Regions from separate parts of the Hordeum vulgare genome. Here region 1 is linked to region 2. The links are chromatin contacts, called in public Hi-C maps. All regions are on one chromosome and are shown on one strand. Each heading gives the region's core, a stretch centred on a gene start, on an enhancer-like site or on the middle of the called end of the contact. The rest is flanking DNA. Distances are from core to core; before and after follow the strand shown.

Evidence for each region. A called contact is a pair of places that touch in the nucleus more often than the background predicts.
Region 1: a contact with region 2 is called in a Hi-C map of leaf, with 6 times the contacts expected there. The contact joins the promoter of LOC123449187 here to the promoter of LOC123449185 in region 2. A contact is called at or near these places in 4 of 6 Hi-C or Micro-C datasets (leaf and seedling) and 1 of 1 datasets of contacts at active chromatin or transcription factors (embryo).

The regions. Positions count from the first base shown.
Region 1 is chr4H:509,225,239-509,231,450 of MorexV3_pseudomolecules_assembly, forward strand. LOC123449187 (NHP2-like protein 1) reads right to left here and starts at 2,529. Exons shown (of 5, transcript XM_045126308.1): 1 at 2,417-2,529; 2 at 2,163-2,283; 3 at 1,976-2,079; 4 at 1,191-1,322; 5 at 729-1,064. The coding sequence starts at 2,419. The coding sequence ends at 1,038.
Region 2 is chr4H:509,027,586-509,033,386 of MorexV3_pseudomolecules_assembly, forward strand. It overlaps LOC123449185 (collagen alpha-1(I) chain-like), which reads left to right and starts at 2,861. Exons shown (of 10, transcript XM_045126303.1): 1 at 2,861-3,390; 2 at 3,478-3,570; 3 at 3,662-3,780; 4 at 3,904-4,019; 5 at 4,122-4,865; 6 at 4,986-5,146; 7 at 5,252-5,331; 8 at 5,447-5,600; 9 at 5,751-5,801. The coding sequence starts at 3,243.

The DNA of each region.
Region 1 (6,212 bases), core at 1,279-3,778, 200 kb after region 2:
ACACCGACCTAGCATTCCTGACAGAGCGCGACCTCGCCGAACACTGCAACTGCGCCCATAACGTCTACGCCTAGCTCTCCCACCCTTGTGGTATAGGAGCCTACCTTTTGAGTTCTTGTCTATGATTCCAAGTTTCAAGGCCGAAACCTAGAGACGCGAACGGCATAAACTCACGAACGACTTCACCGGGTATGCTACGTTGAGGCAAAGAGGACGGAACAGGAACAATACGGTTTTGTGAAAAAACAGGGAGAGCTCCTCCAATTTGGGGCCGGGCTGGGGAATTTGGATTTGGTGAGGTGCGTTGGATGGCTTAAAGCATGACACCAGTCCGGTGATTTGGTGCGAGTTTGATGAACGCCATTGGCGATGGCCTTATATACTGCTGACTATTTATTTATCAGAGACAGAAATAAGCCTGTAATTTGGCTCCAACTATCTCGCTTAGACTATCTTTGGCCTCTTTTTAGGAGCAAAATAGCAGTAACCATGGACCATTGGGCTGCATTACAGCCACTGAAAATAGAGAACATAACCAGGTGACTAAACCACTGTTCCTCTGACTTCAGGAAAACAGCAAACCATAATACCAACCGGAAATACTCCAAATTCAAAGGTTGCAGAACCCAAATACACAAATAAGACCCTTTTGCTTTTGACAGACAACAATATGAAATCGGCAGATTATAGCAGATAACAGGTGCAACTAAGCAGAACAACCCAAAAGATAATCCAAGACATGAGAGATCGCACACAAGTTGCCAGCTCCCAATTCTCAAACTCATAAACCATTTTAGCCATTACAACATATCTTGAGTCTAGGGAGAAAATTCAACTGCCATAAAACATGTGTCTTATGGATTACACAAGTCACAAATATAAGATGGCAGACATAATGGCAGCATGATTTAACATAACAGTCTTGCAAAATATAGCTGAAAAACATAAAAGACCTAGCAGACAAGACACCATCACCAGTCCAAGCCCCTGAAAAACTGTGTCACACGAGGCCCATCACACTGAAAGGTCTTGATAAATCATATGAGAAGCTTCTCGATGGCATCCTGTGATTCACAAAATTTAAAATAGGATTAGCTTACGAAGGTGTGTACACTATATGAAACAATCACAGACAGTTACAATTATGGAAAATCAGCAGATATCACAAAAAGTGGCAGCAATGGGATCACCTTGAGACTCTGGATCGGCTGCTTCAGTTGGCTACCCTCATTGCTGGTCACTGAACAAGCAATGACCGGCCTAGTCACTCCACAAGCACGCCCAAGGGCTTGCTTTGAAGGGACAAAGACATATGGCACATTCTGCACCATTAACAAATGAGCCGAGTAAGTTTACTTTCACCCATTGTCACAAACACAAAGAGAGTTGCATGAGCAAAAGAAAAGAAAGATGCACAAGATTAGGAGCAAACGGTTAAATCAAGGGATGAATCATGTACAACAGATAAATGTCTATTCAATTAATGCACAACAGCTAATCAGCTCTACTGCCATGTGATTTGCAAGGCTGAGTATCCAACTATCAACAGGTACACTGAACTCTGCCTCTGACTGAAGTAGCAATGCAAAAGGATGCAACAAGTCAGTAAAGAAACAAAATTGGAGTGCTGATGTTAAAAGACACTGATTTTTCACATAAAGCCCTAGAGTTATTCCAGTAGCTGGGTGCTCATACAAGCAGTTTAAGAGCAGATGCCACATACACTGTTAAACTGCTTGCATGAGTAAGCCACTTGTCAGAGCAAGCATACTCAACTTCCAATCCTAGCAGACTGGTAACCATACAGCATACAGTATTCGGAGCACATCATATATTCTGATAACCATTAACACGGCACAGTATAACGAGCTTTATTAAATTAAAAACATTTCACGGTCTCTCTATAACCGTATCACGCAAGCTACAGCATACAAATTTACAGCAATAAGATGCAGCACATGGACAGAATTTATACCTTGTCCTCCGCGAGCAACGGGAGGTGGAGGAGGATTTCGAGCGGCTCCGTGTCAGCTGCCATCACCACGAACTCCGATATTCCCCTGTTGAGAGTCTTGGTCGCTGGAAAAAAGACACAAATTCAAATCACAGGGGACTGAAATAAACAGAAAAACAACCAAAGAGCACTGCTAGGGATTGGTCACCTTCGTTGGCTCCCTTCTTGAGCTGCTTGTAGTTGGCGGCCTGCTGGACGATGTCGAGGATCGTTATCGTCAGCTGCGCGTCCGCCAGCGGGTAGGCCTTGGGGTTGACCGTCTCCTGACTCTGCAAAGCACCGCCAAAGAAACAACAAACCGGCGGTCAGCTCGCGCGCGGCGGCGCTCGACCCGATCCGCGACGGCGAAACGGGCGGAGACGAGGAGGGAATCGGGAGGGGGAGGAGGGGAGGGTTCCATACCATCTTCCCTTGACGAGTTTGTCTGCTTGGAGGCGCGAGGAGGAGGCGGCCGCCGCGGGTGGGGGAGCTTGGCGCTAGGGCTTTCGGGGGACGGGAGAATGGAGCTAGGGTTTATCCCGGGCCTGTGGTGGCCTCATATAGCCCGTCGGGTGGGTAGTTTCGACGGCTGCGATTGTCTTCGTGATTCTTCCTTTCCCCTTTTGTGTGTTTTGGTCTTCGCTCCTTTTCCTTGGCTGCCAAGGGCCGTCAATGAACGTCCAGCCCTTTGTCGCGCCGCCATCGTGCCTGATATTTTGAGTCCGTTTGCCTTTTCTTTTTCTCTGGCTACGCGAGGAATCTTTTTTCTTTTATTTTCTTATTATCAGAAAAAAAACACCATAATATCGATATAATTAGTAATGGGCTTGGCCCGTGTGCCTTTCCAGAAATTCTCAACTAGTAAATCTCGAAGACCAATGAATAAATTACAAACTTCCATAAAAAAATGAATAAATGACAAGAGGTGGTGTAAATGTTTAGTTAGCTAATTGCCCGGGGCGTGATTATGTCTTCTTTGATCGAAAGAGGCTTCCCCACACTCCATTTCATTGCATAAAACCGAGCACAAAGTTGTTCACGACATTTTAAAGCCTAAAGGATCTACCTAAGGTAGCAGGCCACAGTGTTTAAGCGCCAACATCATGACGGACACGGATTTAAAGTCTCAGAGAGCTGACAACTAGCTGAACTAAAAAGAGACAGAAGCTATCTTGGTATCTTGATGTCGAGAGGGGGGGGGGGAGGAGGCACAACAACTCAACGAGAATGTGCCCTGAGGTAGCGACTATGTCTCGCTTGTAATGAAGACATAGTGCAGCCTCATGGGTCAACCATCGTCCTGCATGAGCCAGCCCAGCGGAACCGCAAACATTGAGCGTTTTTTCTTTCGTTCATTTTCAAAAAAAAAAATCTTTGCTTTTTTATTTATGCTTATGTTTGAAATATTATATATAAGGATTGTCTACTCATCATCCATAATAAAATTGTCCTGTAAAATTTGTCCTAAGTCGAAAGGGAAAAAGGTAAGAAAATGTATGTCGGTCAAAATATTTTTTATGTGACATAAAGTAATGAACGTAAAACAAATTATACATATAAATGTAAATTTTGTAATCTTATAACTCATATCTTACTTTTCATGTCCAATTTTATGAAGTGAATCAATATTAATGTAACTAATGTATATCAAATGTAATGTTTTATTAAACAGGGATACAAACGTTAAGCGTGGACTGAAAAATGTTAAACGTGCACAGAAAAATGTTGCTAATGTATACAAATAATGTACAATGTGTATGAAAAAACTAGATATCAAAACATATATGTGATAAAATCTCAATTATGTATTTCACAAATTTAAACTTGCATAAGAAAGTATTCCAGATATATACAAAAAGTGTACAATGTGTATGAAAAAGGTAGAGAGCAAAACATATATATGAGAATTAATATATATTTAGAAAATATTAAACATGTGTAAAACAAGTTTGTGATGCATAAAAATGTATAATTATTTATGCAAAAAAATAGACATAGAAAGTATATTTTAGGAAGTTAAATGTGTATATAAAAATATTGCTAGTGCGTACAAAAATATAAATATTAAATTTGTATAAAAAATGTTTCTGATGTATGCAAAGAAAATGAGAACATGTATGAAAAAAGCCGAGATAAAAATCATATGTTAATCATGTATTTGAAGATCGTTCAACATGGACACAAACAGTATTTCATGCATTCGAATAATTGTTAAAAATGTATAAAAAGTAGTCCTATTCTATGTGAAAAGTGATAAATGATGAAAACCAGAAAAGAAACAAAGAAAAATGATGAAACCGGTGAAAACCAAAAAATAAGCAGGAAAAGAGAAAAAAACAATGCAAAAGGAATGAAAAATAGTGAAAACCGGGAAATAAACTATGAACAATGATGAAACCCAGAAAGAAACAATAAAAACAAGGAAACAAAGAAAGAGAAGCAAAACAACTAGCGGAAGCCGAGAAAGAAACAAAAAAAGAAAGAAAAGCTCATGAAATCTATGAAATAAACAATAAAACTGGTGACAAAACAAAGAAAATCAAAAACTAAAAAAAAATCAGTGGAGAACAAAGAATATCGGAAGAACAAAGTGAGGAAAAGAAAAAACTGAAAACTAAAAAAAACAATACCAAACCAAATCACTCCAGTGACCAAGCAACTAGAGCGATCAAGCGTCGAGCAAATGAAAACACACACAAATGGGCCGACCCAATAGCTAAGCCGAGAAAAAAGCTTCACACGAGACGAGAGAGATACTCGGTATAGGTGGGATATAACTCTCACGAATTGCATGTGCATTGTTACGGATGGCAATCCAAATAAATAAAACAAATAATCATGGTTTTGTAATTTTACCGATCAATCAGTAAAAAACTATTTATAATATTATAATGTAGCAAATTTTTCCTTCGCCCGAAGATCCAAAGGAAGAATAACCATGGTCTTGTCCATCTTGCCATAATTAATCCACATATAATAATATCACATGGAATATTAATTGTTTCTTCACTGAAATACAATTCACATGTATGTAATTCGATATTATGAAGTAGCTTACACACTCGAGGATTTACCGAGAGAAGCTCGCTAAACACGCAGTGTAAAATTTGTGGGGAAGTGAAGTTGGGAAATAACAGCTCCTCCAAACTAAGAGCCTGTTTGGGACTGCTCCGCTTCAGAAAAATCAGTTTTACTCTCAAAATCGCAAGCCAAACGGGACAGCTCCACGATGTCCAGCTCCACGAAGAAACTTGAATCTGGGGGCCATCTTCGTGTTTTCTGTGAAGCTCCTTAAGTGGTACTCCGAAAATTTAAGTTTGATAACTAGACGTGAAGTTGTGAGATAATTACCCACCACTTCCACCCATAAGTCATACCCTTTCATTCTTTTCTTTTTCCGTCACATGACCTAGCAGATCGATCTGTTTCTTTGTTGTTGACTAGAGGACACAGAACGAGGAGGAACCTGCCTTCCGCCGCCGCTGCGACCTGCATCGGTCGGCTGGAGCACCACCGCGGCGAGGAGACCACCAGAATGAGTCGATCTGATGGTCCTCTTGTGCCTCCCCCAATTCCTCCGTCCATCTCCAGCATCCAGGTCCCGTAATGTTGAGGACAACCATGGCCCTGGTGATGAGGGTCGACCTTTCCCGGCCCGATCAGTCCTCGACGACAGCAGGGATGGCCGGTGTGGCGTTCGCCTCTTCTGGGAGGACCCATTCTGCACCTGCTGCTACAAGCGAGGAGGTAGCTGCCGGCATGGATGCCATGCACACCACCTGCACGAACAACAGTCAGACCAGCACGAACAGCAGGAAGAAACGTACAACCTGTAAGGAAGAGCGGGTATACCATTTTCCAGTTGTATTTGTTATAGATGATTTGTTAGTATAATACACGATCATGTTCTTGAATTTGGATAAATAATTATTATATACAAATAGGTTGAAGTAGTATGTTTGTAGCAACGATTTCTTTACAAAAATATCTTGAACTATTATGGTCAGGGTGATTCAATGGAGTGGACCGATGAGTACGTCCAAATCATTTGTTCCTTGATGGCCGAACAAGTGAACCAAGGGAATCGTCCCAACACTCATTTGAACCCTTCAGGTTATAATACAGTGTCAGAAAGGTTCTACTAGATGACTGCAATCATTTTATCAAAGATGCAACTGAAGAACAAGTGGGATAAGTTAAAGGGTGACTGGTCTTGTTG
Region 2 (5,801 bases), core at 1,611-4,110:
TATAATAAATGTGCTATGTGGAATGGGGGCTGGATTTCTGCCCAGCAAATACAATAGGAAATACGGGAGTGGGTGTTCGTCGCGATGCTCCTGGTCGCTACACATAGTCGCGATGCTCCTGGTCGCTACACATAACGGGAGCATCTCGATCCAAAATGGTTTTCCGTGTTTTTTTAGTGTCTTCTCTTAATTTTTTCCATGGGCTAGTACTAATTTTTTTTGAGAAATTTTGTCATGTTTTGTAGATGGTATGGCAAAAGTTGTGTAAGAATTCAAGGATACACATCACAAACTTTAACAAGTTTCTCTTATAAAACATGGCAAACTTATGATTACATAGATGAAACTGGAAATGCATTTTGTGTTTGTATGGATAAGAAGATAAACTCCACTATTCAATCTTCTCAGAGGAGTTTTGCACCTTGTTTCAACTCTGCTATTGATGGCGGGAGAGGAGTACCTGGATCTACCTATCCTGATACACAAACAAAAGGGGGAGAGGAGTACCTGGATCTGCTAGTCTCGATGCCTATGTGGTCGAAAGGGATGAAATCGGGGCAAGGAAAGGGACGATGTCGCTGCGACGACAAGGTGGTGGGCAGTGGCAGGGGTAGACAGAACCAGATGTGTGTGAGGGGTGAAACGTAAAATACAAGTGCTTGGGGGCAAGAGCTAAAAAAAATCTCATATAAGCCCTCACATATATTTCTATTCACAATTTGGTTCCATGTTGGGGGGCGCACAATCCCCGAGGAGCCCATATAGCTCCGCCGTTGGTGGTGGTAGAAGCGCACAGTCACAGGAGGAGATGTTGTAGTGTTGCGGGCAATATGATGTCGCTCCCCCGCGTCGGCACCAATGCCCCCTCTATTGTTTGTGCTCGCGTTGAGCTGGCCCTATGTTGTTGCTTCGCAACTCGTGTCCAACACCTAGGTCGTTGCTTTGCCTACTCAATGCAAGCCAGCAGGCGCAATGTGCTGCTCCATCGAATCTAGCGGTAACACGGCCTCCTCGTGTGCTACTCCAAAAACGTCGGCAGCCGCGCTAGTTGGGAGGCTGGAATCGGGAGGGGGCTTTGCACGACAAACAGAGTGCTTTGCGCGAGAAACTATCATTCGGGTTCTTTTTGTGTGAGGTTTTTATTTTTTTGAGGAATCTTTGTTTTGTGCCTAGCCGCCATCCTGGATTTATAATCTCGTAACGTGCGGATAACGCATGCATCAGGTCAACATATGTGGTGCTTGCAGGGATCGCGATCCAAATGTTCCTTATGCGTGACGGCTGACAAACATCCGACGCGGCCATTGTTATTACGCTAGGCGTCACCTTCGTGTATATTGTACTCAATACATCCACTCTTTGGATTTTGGACTTGTGTGACAGGTACGACACGCGGCCCGCGCTCGGTTTTGCTTAACTTGATTTGGAAGAAAACGAATTATGACAAAGCCTCATCTCCAGAGCTCTCGTGATACGGACTTCCGCTCCCGATTTGCCCTGTGTTTTCCGTTTTTATCGAATGCTGTGTATTTTTCACAGATGTGGTGAATGACATGAGATCCACGTTTCATGGCGATCGGCAGCGCGATCAGCGAGTGAGCACAGAACGCATGGGTTCATGGATAGCTAAGAGTGCTCTGAAACACGCCTCCCCTGACGTACGTAGTAACAAGGACGGTTGGGGGGCCCTAGATCCTCGTTGAAATTCAACATAATACTAAACAATCAGCGGTCCACATCGGCCATGGATCGCACGAGAATCACTATTGAAAATGTTGAACCAGACGAACAGAAGATGCTAAAACGAAAACGACCCACGCGAAGGATGATGCTTCCGTTCACGGGTCAACGCTGCGTGCGTGACTGAATTTGCAATGCAGTGTGCGATACGGCAGCACCAAGAACGCTAGTAGTACTAATCCCAGTGCAAGCATTGGCATCATCTTTGAATCCCAGTGCAAGCATTTGCATCATCTTTGCAACGAGGCCACACGCCAGCAACTACTACCAGTAGTAGTAGTAGAACACTCCTACTGAAGCACCCCCGTTGTACAAATTCGGGTGCCCTGCCTGCGGAAAGACGATCCATGTGCCAAACCGATCCTGATGTTGTAGCCAATTATCCCAAGAAATGCTAGTTCAGATGCCTTTTTCTTTCCGAAAGAGTGCAACAATGTCCCTTTTCTTCTCCTTTTCCTCGTGTAGCCATGTGGTTTGGAGACTATCATCCCTCTATTTTTTCCACTGGTCAATCCCCTAACCATCTTCCCGCTTTTTTCTCCTTTATTATTTACCCCTCCACCGAGAAGTTCCTGTCCCCTGCTCGTCGCCTTTCTCCGTCTCATCATCACAGATCCTCTTGCACACATACAATACTTTTCTCCCAATTGACCATATCTATCCAGTATCCCATAGCATTGCATCACCTCCACTTCGCTCTCCTTCGTTTCACCTGCGCCTGCGCGAGTGCGTGTCCCGGTCGCCGCCTCCGTTTTCTACCCGTCGTCTAACCGGCGGCACAAAAGACAGCAGCCTAGCAAAGAGCCAGCAGCCCGCTCGCCGCCGCGGACCGCGACGACGACCGTCTCGGGCCGTTCAACCCAAGCCCCTGCCCTCCGCGGCCCCGTGTCTTTCCTGCGGCATTTGTGGTTGGAGTGGTTGAGCGGAGCCCGCCCCCGCCTGCCGACCGGCGGCGCGCGTGGCGCGGCGCCATCAAGAGTGAAATTTTATATACCGTCGCCGGGGCTGAGGCATGACGACCCAACCAGATTTTAGCTAGTTACCTCTGTCGCTTGCTGCTTGTTGCCCGCGTCCCCCCCCCCCCCCCCCCCCCCCCCCCCTAGCGCTAGGATATATTCGCCGCTTCCCGCTGGCTCCTTGCGCTTGTACTGTATCTTCTTCCTCCTCGGTCGGTTGGTTGCTTCATCCCCCTCCTCCCCTTTCGGCTCGAGTGAGATCATCCATCGGCTGTAAAGCGGGCGCGCCGGACGGGTGACGGCACTCGCTTTCCGGGAGGCCGCCCCTGCGACGACAGCGGCGCCATTTTCTATTCCAGAGCTGAGGGAGAGGTTCCGGGTCGTAGTGGTACTGCATTGGCTGCGGTAAGCGGGGTTCGCATCGGCCAACAGGGGAGGTCCACGGCGGTTAGTGGTTGAGCCGACGGCGTGCTGCGGCGATCGACTGTTATCTATCGTCATGGCGGACAAGTGCGATTCCTGGTGATTTTTCTCGAGCTGGTTGTCATGGCGATGGCGGGGGAGGGCGTCGGGCGGTGCATACTGGTGGGGCTGCACATGGACGCCGTCGGCAAGGAGCTGCTCAAGTGGGCGCTCAACCAGGCGGCCAGGAGCGGCGACCGCGTCGTCGCCGTCCACATTTACCGCAAATCCGGTAGGTACCTCGCCCCATATCCGTCAAGAACCTTTTCTTGCTTGCAGCTCGATTCATGGTAGCATTTCCCTGTGCCTCGAATCGAAGGAGACCTGTGCAAGACGAACGCGCTGACGCTGATCAGGACGCTGGACGAGTACCTAGCGGAGTACGAGGCCATCTGCAGCAAAAAAGACGTGCGTAAGCAAGCTTGACGCCGCGCCATTAATGTCGTTGGCGGTTGCGTTCATGTGCTGGTATTGATTGATGCTTCTTTTTTTTTGTCCGTCAGATCGTCCTCATCGGGCGGGTGACGCCGGGGAGCTCGATCCAGAAGGTGCTGGTGAAGGAGGCCAAGCTCTGCGCGGCCATGGTGGTGGTGATTGGCACCAACAAGAAGTACTCCTTCGGGTCAGTAGACAATCCCGGCAGCAGCAGCAGCACTCTCGGCGTGATTCAACTGTCTGTTTTCTGCGCGATTCGTTAACGCCCCGCACCAAAAGTAATCCATCCTTCTTTTTCTGGTGCGCTCAGCGGCTCGACCTGCCTCGCCAAGTACTGTGCCAAGAAGCTCCCGCCGACGACCAGCGTCGTCGCCATCCAGGGCGGCAAGGCCATCTTCGTCAGGGAGGCCCCCCGGCCGCCACTTGGTCAGTAGAGTACTGAACCTCGATGTTAGCTACGAATTGATATCGGTTGGTGCGTGAGTGATTGATTGAGTAAAGCGTTGGGTGGCTCCGTTCGTCCTCCAGGAGCAGAGCCCAAGCCGGTGCTCCGCACGCTGCTGCACCCGAGCGTCGGCATGGAGCCCAAGGTGATCATCCCCAACCCCAACCGGCGGAGCGCGCGGTCCATGGACTTGGACGCCGTGGGCTGCGGCCAGTGCGCCGCGCCGCAGCTGACGAAGCCCTGCGACGACGACGGCAACACTGCCGATGCCGATGCCGATGCCAAGGCCGTCGTCGTGCGCGCGCCGGCGGCGCCCGAGCAGAGGCTCGGCTGGCCGTTGCTCCGGCGCGCGCCCGCCGCGTCCACGGCCACGGCGAGAGAGCACGAGGCGACGCGCAAGCAGTCGGTGGTGCACTGGGTGATGAGCCTGCCGCGGCGGTCGTCGCCGTCGGCGTCCCCGGAGCCGGCGCAGGAGGGGCTGGCGGCCGAGCTGAGGCGGACGCTGGGCGGCGTGCCGTCCCGGTGCCGGTGGTTCCGGTACGAGGAGCTGTACGACGCCACCAACCACTTCTCGCCGGGCAACCTGGTGGGCAAGGGCGCGCACAGCAGGGTGTACCGCGGCGGCCTGGCGAGCGGGCAGCGGGTGGCGATCAAGCTGTGCCGGGCGTCGGCGGAGGCGTCCAAGGACTTCCTCCGGGAGGTGGACATCATCACCAAGCTGCAGCACGGCCGCATCGTGCCGCTCGTCGGCGTCTGCGTCGAAGGCCCCAACCTCATCTCCGTCTACCGCTACCTCCCACGAGGCAGCCTCGAGGACAACCTGCACGGTACGGCGCCACGCCTGGCCTGCATGCGACGCGCCAACTGTTATTCTGGACGCACGACACGCTGCTGCGCCCATCAACACCTCTGCACATGTGACTGAATTCTGATCCATGTGAACTCAGGGAAGAGGTCCAAGCCGGCGCTGCCGTGGGAGAAGAGGTACAGGGCGGCGGTCGGGGTTGCCGAGGCTCTGAGCTACGTCCACTCCGGCGGCTCCCGGCCGGTGATCCACCGCGACGTCAAGTCCTCCAACATCCTCCTCACGGACGGCTTCGAGCCTCAGGTACTACTAGTACTGCTAGTACTCTTGGATTCGTGGATACAATCGGTCTGTTTTCTGTACCGACAGACATGGACTCTGAACTGAACTATGTACCGACGGTGGCAGTTGTCGGATTTCGGGCTCGCGATCTGGGCGCCGTCCAGCCCGTCGTCCCTGACGCACAGCGACGTCGTCGGCACCTTCGGGTACGTCTTCTTCTTGTGTGTGCAGAGTACAGTCTTCTTACCTGTACCGGGTCTCTTCCAGCCTGAAGTGCCGCCTGTGTTAGAGAGTGACGAGACGTGCACCGGCCGAGTGCAGGTACCTTGCGCCGGAGTACTTCATGTACGGGAAGGTGACGGACAAGGTGGACGTGTACGCGTTCGGGGTGGTGCTGCTGGAGCTCCTCACCGGGCGGAGACCCATCACCGGCGACGGCTCACCAAAGGGCCACCACCAAAGTCTCGTCATGTGGGTAAGCCCTCCCAATCCTCCCAATTAAACCCACACACAAATAACCACCGCACCTTGTTACGTTGTTATCATGTCATCGTGCTCGTGTAGAGAGAGAGAGAGAGAAAGATTGTGCTGCTGACGCGGTTGGTGTCTTTGACGTACGTGACAGGCGACTCCGATCCTCAACGGCGGCGACATCTCCGACCTGCTGGACCCGAGC